Regions from separate parts of the Danio rerio genome. Here region 2 is linked to region 1. Evidence: chromatin contacts called from public HiChIP or PLAC-seq data. All regions are on one chromosome and are shown on one strand. Each heading gives the region's core, a stretch centred on a gene start, on an enhancer-like site or on the middle of the called end of the contact. The rest is flanking DNA. Distances are from core to core; before and after follow the strand shown. Region 1 holds the start of rpp30 (ribonuclease P/MRP 30 subunit). Region 2 holds the start of htr7 (5-hydroxytryptamine receptor 7).

Evidence for each region. HiChIP or PLAC-seq counts read pairs in DNA pulled down with a chosen protein or histone mark.
Region 2: a contact with region 1 is called in an H3K4me3 HiChIP or PLAC-seq map of gastrula embryo, with 2.5 times the contacts expected there. The contact joins the promoter of htr7 here to the promoter of rpp30 in region 1. A contact is called at or near these places in 2 of 4 datasets of contacts at active chromatin or transcription factors (embryo and gastrula embryo).

What each region holds. Positions count from the first base shown.
Region 1 is chr12:18,041,977-18,047,811 of GRCz12tu, reverse strand. rpp30 (ribonuclease P/MRP 30 subunit) reads left to right here and starts at 4,492. Exons shown (of 11, transcript NM_001013479.1): 1 at 4,492-4,657; 2 at 5,453-5,508; 3 at 5,602-5,658; 4 at 5,737-5,802. The coding sequence starts at 4,576. kif20bb (kinesin family member 20Bb) reads right to left here and starts at 4,083. Exons shown (of 31, transcript XM_073918315.1): 1 at 3,999-4,083; 2 at 3,634-3,746; 3 at 3,457-3,546; 4 at 3,072-3,191; 5 at 2,803-2,941; 6 at 1,533-1,717; 7 at 1,277-1,334; 8 at 988-1,185; 9 at 623-734; 10 at 465-536; 11 at 237-386; 12 at 1-116. The coding sequence starts at 3,735.
Region 2 is chr12:18,118,812-18,124,096 of GRCz12tu, reverse strand. It overlaps htr7 (5-hydroxytryptamine receptor 7), which reads left to right and starts at 3,946. Exons shown (of 2, transcript XM_003199584.7): 1 at 3,946-5,133. The coding sequence starts at 4,655.

The DNA of each region.
Region 1 (5,835 bases), core at 3,243-5,742:
ACACTGAAGCACACTGGTTTATGTTAATGATCATGCAAGCTTTTCCACGGCCACAGAAATACCCCTGCAAATAATGTGTGAGCTTGCTCTCTCTGAAGGGGATGTGCTGATGAAACCTGTGCAAACAGTCATATTAATGCAGTTTTAGTCCCAATTTTGAAAGGAAATGTAAAGAAATATTTAACAGGAAAAATTTATCTAATTAATTTAGTAATTAACATGGACATTTTTCTCACTTGGACTGAGTTTGGTTGAGCCTCAGGGCATTGATGCATTTTCCTAGAGTTAACAGGGAGGTGTTGATATTCCCAGCTTCTTTTAAGCGTTCTCCTCTATTCTGAGTCCTTGCACATCTCTCAGATCCAGCCAAATCACATAATGACAACCTTTATTATAAATAAAGAACAAATCAATGGTTTCATGTTAAATTAAAAGTGCAGCATATTAGTATGGAGGTCACCTACTCGCTTATTGTCTGGACTCGAGGAACACCCACATCTTCAATCCTTAGCATCCGAATGGAAAATATACTGTGGCTATAGAGAAAATTTGTTATATTTACATTTCACATCATTTTGAAATGTAGATAAATTAAATGTTAAAATATTTTAAACAGAAATACCTTCTGCTTGAGATGTTGTTGAGTTTGGTGGATGAGAAACTTTGATTTTTCCTACCAATTTTCACAACTTTTAATGCTTCATCTGCACTGTTAACCTGAACCCATTTTAGATCTGATAAAAACAAAATGCGACAAATTATATAAATAACCATATAATGTAATTATAAACAAACTACCATGAAAATAAAATGCTGAAAAAATATATGTGCATTATGAATTATTAAAGAAAATAAAATTAAACTATTTATACATTTTAAACATTTATACTATAACAAGTATTATTTACATTTTTATTACAGTTATTACACTTTGTACACATAAAATGAGTAAAAATTAGACTTAATAATTAAAAGTTATATGATTACCTTTAACAAAAGAATTGCTTTTAACATCTTGGGCTAACCGCAATGCATTCCTTCTGTGAGAGCCATTTGGAACAAAATCAAGCAGATCATGGATGCTTTCATTGTAGATTTCACAAAATGAGACCCACACTGAGAATTTAACATGAGAGTCCTCATCCAAATAGACACTATCTCCATTCATGTCACTAGATGTGGAGCCTAGAACGACAAATCAGCATTGATGAAGATGCTTGCAACAACTGACACTAAATTTGTTTCTGCGAAAGATAAACCATTTGATAATGCTTACTGTCAAACGATGAACAACTTGAGCTGGACATGCTGGACAAAGTTTTCTGGGAGTCATTCTGATAAACATAAATAAACAATCGTGATGAGTATTGCTAAAACAACATACTATACTTAAAAAAATAATAACATACTATACTTAAAAAAAAAAAAAAAAAAAATATATATATATATATATATATATATATATATATATATATATATATATATATATATATATATATATTAAATAAAATAAAATATATAAATAAATGTACATCTTTAAATCGCCGCAGAAGGTTTCTTTTATTTGTAGCTTCCTCATCTTGCTGCTCTTTGGTGAGTCTTGTGAAGTCAACACATCGGTGAGGTTTGATGTTATTTTGCAAATAAATTCTGCCTTCTATGCTGTTAAAAATCACGTTTAATGACCGGGGCAAAATTCCACCATCTGATTCAGGGCCTATAAACAAACATAAGTATGTGTCAATAAACAGAACAGATTAGGGCTGGGCAATTTAGCCTAAAATCAAAATCTCAATTAATTGAACATTTTTACTTGATTACAATTAATGAGCAATTTTTTTATTTAATTATTTCTTTTTTTTTTTGGCCTCATAGTTTACTGACAGGTTTTGTCGAGTAAATAAGCTGACATATAACAAGTGGGAGATTTTTGAATGAAGGATGCATTACTTGATTTTGAAAAAATTAAAGGAAAAACACACTAACTACAATCTATTAATTTAACGTTGAACAGCTAAAATTAAAACACACATTGCCTAAAACAGTGACTTTTTCCTTATAAAAAAAAGTGAAAATAAATAACTTGCACTTTTGGAAACAAGATAAATTATTTTCAATGTTTTCATATTAAAAGTTGAAAAATAAGCAGTATCTCTATATCTTCTATCTTGTAATATTTTAAACAATGAATTTTTTGCATTTTCTGTAAACAATAATTTCAATGTAAATAATAATGTTATTGTAAAAGAAAACATGCCGTCTCAAAGCATCTCTGGCATTGCTTCCACTTATGGTCAATGTAGTGCAAACGTGCGACGTGTAGTTACATTTTAACTAAGGCTGTGACGGACCAAACCCGTGCGTTCGACTTAGAAGTATAAATCAGCCTTAATAAACCGGGGTTACGTGACTCCACACAGGAAGAAGGGAAAGTAATTTAAAAAATTGACCTGGAAAAATTAGATCAATTTTTGGTTCTGAATGTCGATTTGGATTACTTTTTGATTAATCGCCCAGCCCTAGAAAAGATATACACAAAGCAGAAAACTATTGACTTTATTCTGCAATGTGGCAGTTGGCTCATTTTTGCGATTGCAACTAAATTACAATAATTAACGGCAGAAAATTGTCAAACTACTTGTTCTACAATCAAGTGTGTTCATATATAAAAAGTAGAATATATAATAAGAAACATAAGTTTGCAACATCAAGCAGTCTAAACATCAATAGGAGTGAATGAAACCAGAAGTCTTGAGCCAAAAAGTCATACATGAAGAATAAAGTCAATATTAACATTCTTACCAAGAAAAGTAAATGTCTTCCCAGCATTGGTAACTCCATATGTAAAAATCAAGGAATTCCCTCCGTCCAAAACTTCTTTAACAAGACTTTTGGTTGTTCCATCAAAAATCTCTTTCTGAGTTGTTTCGGGACCGTACACCTAAAAATGAATTAAGCTTAAATGTCATGTTGAATAAATTAAACCTCAAAAATACTTAATACTATAATATATTATATTATATATAATTCCTAAAATATATTTCAAATAAATGACTGTAGAGGTGTCATACTTGTGAGAACTGAAATCGTTGTGCCAGTTGTGGTCCAAATCTCTCACTGTGTCTGGCAGTCAGAGATGCTTTTGGTGCCTTCAGAATCACAGTATCTGGAGGCTCAATGGAGATACAATCCTGTTGGATGAAGTTACACACATAATAACATATTACATAAGGGGAATTAAGTGGATAATCTGTCAAACAAACAAACAAATAAACAAATAAATAAATGTCACCATTTCTCATGTTGTTCCAAAAACAACAAAAGGGAAAATATAAATGACGTCGCTATTCAACTTAACATGTTTTTAAAAGTTATAATAAGGGGTTTTAAACATGAACATGGGGAAAAGTCTTATAACTTAATATTTTCAAAGATTTGTCAAAAATGTGCAAGCACCTGTGATTCTCCTTCAGCTCTCTCTGTTGAGGTGAACGGACGTACGCGGAGATAGACCTGCAAATGCTCTTTTTCAAGCGACACCGAGTCCTGTTAGAAAGAGAAATGTACACCAGGAAATGTTAGCTTCGGCCAAAAATCGGATTCGACTGCTTTAGAAGATGAGATAATAAATACCCTGGATAATTTGGAGAACTCGGAGAAAAGATCTTTTCGGAGGTCTTCAACCGTTATAGAGTCGACACGGTCAGGCTTGTGATTTAAACACGATTCCATCATCTTGATCAAACCTGTAAAGAAGTTTGACGTTTAAATAAAGAAAGTTATTGCGTAATAATAAAGATGTATTTAACGTTACGTTAGGTGGCGACAAATGGAACAACGACTCATAACTTACTAACGTTGCCGAACGCGTTAAAACTAGCTTTCGTAAAACATGTTAACCTTATTCGTATCGCATTAAACTAATCAACATTGTTTAATAGCATGAAACAATGTAAAACGATTCCCTGTGTGTTTTCATTTCAGATAATTTCACTTACTTTTCCCTTATTGTTATTATTTCCTTTTGTTTATCCCGTTTACATCGCTTACATGCTTCTTTCCAGTGGTCGCGGTTCTCCTTCTGTTTAAATCCGACCAATTGGAGAGCACGCTACAGACGTAGCTCCACCTCCAACAGGAAGTAAAATATACTGTGGTTCTGGTTGACTGACAGGACGGTCGAAACTAATGTAAGGAAAAGTAAAACGGAACTAGCCCACAAGGCTCAGTTATAGGTTGACGCTTTATCTTGTGATCGAACTTGTTTGAGAAATCAACGTATTTTTGTGGTTTAAATTACACAGTTTTAAAATAATAAGTCTGTTTACCAGGAATTAGTTTTTTTGTGATTTTGTACTTTCTATTCCATTAATGCTCTCACTCCAGTCCAGTAGGTGACGGTAATGTACCTATCATTTGCTTACTATCAGTCTTAAAAAACACCAAACGAAGGAGATCATATTTTACCATGTGGTTCTCTGTACCATGGATGTGTGTGTTCAGTAGTTGAAACGGTGTATTCTTATATGAACTTACCAGTGAACACTTTTCCCGAATCCCATCAATAGGAGAAAGATGTCTGTGTTTATGGATTTAAACATCATCAATAGTAGTGATAAGAACAGACTGAAACACATCATAGAGACAGCTGCTCACCGTAAGTAGCAGTACAGTTACGATCCAGACAATTTGGATTGGTTTCCCCCTAACATGACTTAAAAATAACGCGTAGAACGCCGTTTGAACAGTGCTTTGGAGTAGGATGTCGGATATATTACAGACACAAGCAAATCACATTAGGCACATTAAACGGATAATCTGTCAAACGATGAGGAAAACGTCACTAATTATTCTGTTCTCAGCTCTTGGAGGTCAGACGTTTCATTGCTGAAATTCCCAGCTCCGACTAATTGAAAGTTGGTTTTATATTCGCACATTCAGTCTTTCTCATTAATAATATAGTTTCAGAAAAGTATTCATTGTAAATGGTAAAATCATATTAGCAGTCAACAACTATCAAAGTACAGCATTGTTCACAGTTTGTGAAGTGTATGCAATTTATGTCACTGAACGAATGTGTGAATATAAAACCAACTTTACCTCAATCTCCGACTATATCTATAATGCGGCGCAATAACAGTTGTATTCTCTAACGTTAGTGTTCACGTGTGTAAGCGAAGTATGAAACGTTATTAATTGTTCATACAGTGTTTATTGATATTTCCTTTTTACGTTGAATCTTGTATCAAAAGTTGTTAGTAATTGAAAACGTATTTCAACTTTTCATAATTAGCTGATTATTACTATTTACCAGCTGTCTACTGCTCCTAGCAGGATAACCAGTACGTAATGGCGATGGCTAACTTTGATTAGTTAGACTAAGAAATGCATAGATTATGCTGTACTTTTAGAGAAACCCCTAATGCTCATATACTTTTTGCTGTATTTTCAGTTGGCTACTCAACGGTTGCAATAAACTATGTAGTTGAGCCACTACAGAAGAAACAGGTACAATATAGAGGAGTTAAACTAAACTGCATTATCGAGTTGTGCGTGCGTGTGTGTGTGTTTGTATGATGCTCTTATTTTCTTGTTTTACAGGAAATTCCTAACCCACAGAGTATTTCAGACTTATTTGATAAATTTCCAGTTGTCCAGGTAATTAGCTTAAACATATCTTCCGAGATAATTAACAATGATGTGTTCTTTTTAATTAATTTTTTTCTTCTGTTATAGGGCAAATCTTCTCCAATCAAAGTGCTAAATCGATTGACCATTGTGGCATCTGATGCATCACATTTTGTAAGTTTATACTTCGTAAACTCTAATATAATT
Region 2 (5,285 bases), core at 2,697-5,196, 77 kb before region 1:
GCTGATTGGTTACAAAGATACATTACATCTCATGGAGCTAGCCAGAATGAAAACAAAGGAATTGCCATGTTTTTTTTTTTTTTTAAACACACAGCCGAGACATTACATGGAAATACTATATGCATATAATAACGAGCCATGGATGACCCGAGCTCAAACAAATCTTGTTGTCTTGATGAACAGCCACAAAGCCAAGAAGAACAAAATCTGCTGTGTTCTGTTGTTGTTTTATGAGGTCGAGTGCAAGCGGTTTTCGCTTTCTCCAGGGAGCTCGCGATCGTGTCTATATTTGATATAACAAACTTCTTGAGCTGATGATAACAACGTGTGTGTTTGATTATTGATGTGTCTCCTTCATCTGATCCATTCAGAAAGAAAAGGACAAATGCGAGAGTGAAGCTCGAAAAAAATATAGATGCCTGACAAAACACAGGAGCAAATTGTTTCAGCAACCTGAATCTTGAACAAACTGCCATGTTTATCATCGCCTTTTGGACTTTTATGAACTCGGAATAACAAAATTACTCTTTAACAGAGGACACATGTGCTGGTGAAGACTACAGCCACAGATGAGAGGTTTGCACTTCATGTGGGTTATGTTGCATGTTGTTTTTGAACTCAAATAAAAACTAAATACGTACTGTACCACCCAGAAACAAGCCATAAGCTTAGTGATCAGGGGAGAAGGGCCTTAGTCAGGCAGGTGATCAATAACCCGATGGTCACTCAGTCTGAGCCCCAGCGTTCTTCTGTGGAGAGAGAACATTACTGAAGGACAACTATCTGAAGGTCTGTATGGTGGAGTGGCCAGACGGAAGCCACTCCCCGCCTGGAATTTGCCAACACTCTCACACTATAACTCTCAACACTCACTCTCAGACTATAAGAAACTAAATAATCTGGTCTGATGAGACTAAAATTGAACTCTTCAGAGTAAATGCCAGGCGTTACATTTGGATGTGGAAAAAGTAGAGCACTCTGAATACTTTCCAGATGCACTGTATAGTTTCTTTGCATGTCAATAAATGCATTTTTAATGCAACTTCATGCAGTTTTGTGACCTAATCTAAATTGAAGACTTTGCATGCTTTCTAAATCCCATATTAATGACAAGTCAAAGTATCGAATAGAAAATAAATCCTCACAATCCTATCTTTAAAATAAAACGACAATAAAGTTTAAACATAGAACATAAAATTTGATAAAACAACAACAATATAATAAGTTTACAATATAATATGATAGAAATGTTGTTTAGCAATGTTTAAACTGTACAGTAATTTTATTTTAGAAAAGATTGCAAAGATTTACTTTTCCTTTGTGTATCTTGAAATGCATTTTTTTTCTGAATCACTCTGTCTCCTATTTCCTTTTTTCAGTTTGGAATATTTGGAAGGCTCTGTTTAAAGCTTTTAAAGACCAGTGTAAAAAATTATGCAAGATATCCTGGGATTTTGTTTAACGGGGGTCTAGCTTGACCAAATTTTTAAAAAGCACTATTGTTTGGCAAATAATTATGAAATACTTTTAAAATTATATGAAACCAATAATTATATTTTTATAGTCTATATTTTATATTTCTTGTATTTCAGATAATTTACTTAAAAACAAATTAATGCATATTTGCACACATTACAATGTTTCACACGCTGTTGAGAATAAAAATTCTGCCTTTCACTTACAGTATACACATTTAAATGGTGTCCTTAATGTTTCTTCTGTCATCCTTTTCTTCTGATTCTCCTGCCTTTTTCTGTGCTTCCAAATGTTTCTTCCTTTTCTCTATCCACTCATCCCTCACTCTTTCTTACCTGTCCTCTCTGTCCCCTGCTATCCAATGTTTTTTTTTCCTCTTGAATAAAACATGGCCTTACTTCTTTATTTCTCTCCTGCAGGGTTTTTGGGACAGCCATTCCCCCCCATCATGTGAGCTGAGGTCATTCTGCAAAGCAGAAGATACCATCAAATTCTACCTCTATGAGTTAATGATGACTGGAGGCCAAGACTCTTTCTCTGCCTCAGTGTTCTTTCTGTTTTAGAGGCCTTATTCACAAAAATGCTATACCCTCATAATAAATGGCATTTATTTTAAGAAATAGTCACTGCAAGGTATAAGAAATGAAAATTGTTTTGTTTATTTCAATGACATCACTTCAAAGAAGTGGGTGCCAAATTTTTGCCACTTGGCTTTAGGTCAGGGGTGCCCAAACTTGGTCCTGGTGTGTTGGTGTGCTGCAGAGTATTGACCTTATTCTAAAATGCGAAGTGTGCCTGTTTTCGCAATTGCTTTAGAACTTCCAATTCAGTCGCCTATTGTAGAAATGACTAGGAATACTAAACGGCAAAAAACGGTCAAACTACTTGCTCTACGAACAAATGTTTGCATGACTATACAGACCAAGTAGAATAATGTAATAAGAAAATATCAGCTTGCAACATCAAGCAACATTTTCTATAAATTAATGGAAGTGAATGAGACCGGAAGTCTCCAGTCAAAAAGATTAAAATGGCCGCGTCCGCTCGTACATGGAGAATACGGGCCTCTGCCCTGCAGAGTTTAGTTCCTACCCTCCCTTAAACACACTTACTTGTAGGTTTCAAACAAGCCTAAAGAATTCAATTAGTTTAATCAGGATTGTTTACTTAGAGTTAAAGATAAACAGTGCAGAACTGTGACTTTCTGCAAGTTAAAGTTGTATCTTTAAATGAAAACATATTGTGACTCATCATGCACACTGTCAGAAGGAATAGCCTAACTGCTCAATCCTGTTCTATACCTCCATAAACGTTTCAACATCCATTTCCTGTGAATAGTTTAAAATTATTCATTTATTTTCTTTTCGGCTTAGCCCCTTTATTAATCAGGAGTTGCCACAGCGGAATGAACCACCAACTTATCCAGCATGTGCTTTACGCAGCGAATGCCCTTTCAGCTGCAACCTATCACTGGGAAACACCCAATACACTTTTGCATTAACACACATACACTTTGGACAATTTACCTTACCCAATTCATGTACCGCATATCTTTGGACTTGTGGGAAAACTGAAGCACCTGGAAGAAACCCAAACGTGGAGTGAACACAAAGAAATGCCAACTGACCCATGTGAGGCGAGAGCGCTACCCATTGCGCCATCGCATCGCAGAATAGTTTACAGTAGAACTAAAAATATATATCATGGTAATTACTGTACATTTCTGGACATTGTTTTTACAAAAGTGGTCTAACTGCACAATGTTGCCCAGAGGCAACAAATGAAAAACTACCATTTTAGTATATAGATAATTACAAGTGTTTTTTTTTTTCTTAATCAAATATTCTTCTTCACATATACATGCAGATCACACATATTTTAATATAAAGATATTTAAATATGTTATTAAGTTTAACCTATCTTACTATCTGCTAACAGTGTGCTCAAGCAGACTTTGTTCCCAGAAATGGCTCTTTTGTCCCCAGAAGACAGGTCAAATCCACACCCACTTCAAATGTCATTGGTCACCGACTTATTATTAGACTTTTTTTGTAATATATTTTGTATAATTTAAAAAAAAAAAAAAAAATTTAATTTAAAGGAGGGTTTTGTGGGCCAAAAAACTGGTTTGTTGCCTGATGACAACACAATGCCATAGAGGGTTAAAGCATTCAAGTTTTCTGGATTTCAAAAAGATTTTAATAATTTCCTGCATTAACTCATGCAGTGTTATTAATTATAGGTTACAGGTTTTAATCCACTTTCCCTTTATTTCATGAAGTTTCATCAATATAAGGCTATACTTCATTTTGAATACTTGATTTGCTAATCACTGGTTAAGGCAGATCAAGAGAACACAGAAGTTGAGCATCAAGTAGGCTTTTACAAAAATATTTATTTTATAACCTGTATGTTTTATTCTTTTATTTAAATATTTAATGTTTAACTTGTACTTGTTTTATTAATATTGATATTTACTCATTATTAGCGATCACGTTTTTTACCACTTTAGTGTTTGCATTTTTTTTTTTTCAAAATGAAATAAGTAACTGCAACAAACAGATTATTAATATACAGGTAGACTGTCTATTATTTATGTATTGATTTAAATGGTCACATGACTAGACATTTAAGTAACTGCTGGTAGCTGCATGTCCTACTCCTAACCTAACCTCTTGTTGCACACTTACTTACGCATTCAACAAAACATCTAAGTAGCCTGATATAACTTTTTTGTTTGCACACTAAACCACGTTTCTCATTAAAGGATGCTGTAATCTACTTCATGAATAACGCAGATGAGATTGTCATGTATGACTTGTCTCATTCATTCTCAGGACGATTGTCGTGCTGTCACAAAACCCCGCATTCCGAGAGCAGACACTTCAGCACTAGTCAATCTTCTGGACACTCCCATAAACACCTCGCGTCATTGCGCACAGTCCACACGCCAATAAAACATAAGCCACGAAGAGCGCGAGGTTCGTTCTATTCACGTTGGCAAGTTGTATGGCTCGTTGCGTGTTGGATGCTCTTCGTTTTTCCCAGATAGAGAGAGAGAGAAAACTAATGTATATTTGTGGCAATAAAATGTCACGTAATTAACTGGGGATTGTATATCTGATGGATAATCAGAGCAACATTGTTTCAGAACCAAGGACAGCTCTCAACAGCCAACATGATCTCTGCACTGACGAAGGATCGCGTTCAGTCAATCGTGAATAGTTTGACATCTGAAGTGATGGACGTGAGCTTTCTTAATAAGATCCACGACACCACTACAACTTTGCCGACTCCAAGTTTCATGGACAATGGGACCCGATGCGGGGTGCCGATTTTGAGCTACGGACATGTTGAGAAAGTGCTCATCGGAGGGGTTTTGACCATGCTCACTTTTTTGACAGTTTGCGGGAATCTGCTGGTGGTCATCTCCGTGTGTTTCGTGAAGAAACTGAAGCAACCTTCTAATTATTTAATCGTTTCTCTGGCTGTTGCAGACCTGTCTGTGGCGGTGGTTGTAATGCCGTTTGTCAGCATCACTGATCTCATAGGAGGACAATGGATCTTCGGTCGTGTTTTCTGCAATGTGTTTATAGCCATGGATGTGATGTGCTGTACCGCTTCAATAATGACACTGTGTGTCATTAGCATAGACAGGTAAGTCTCCGACCTGTAAGATAAAAACTGACCAAATAGACAAAACTTTATTGTAATACAAGTTCATAAATAAATAAATATGTTTTTTTTCAGTCTGTAGTATATATATATATATATATATATATATATATATATATATATATATATATATA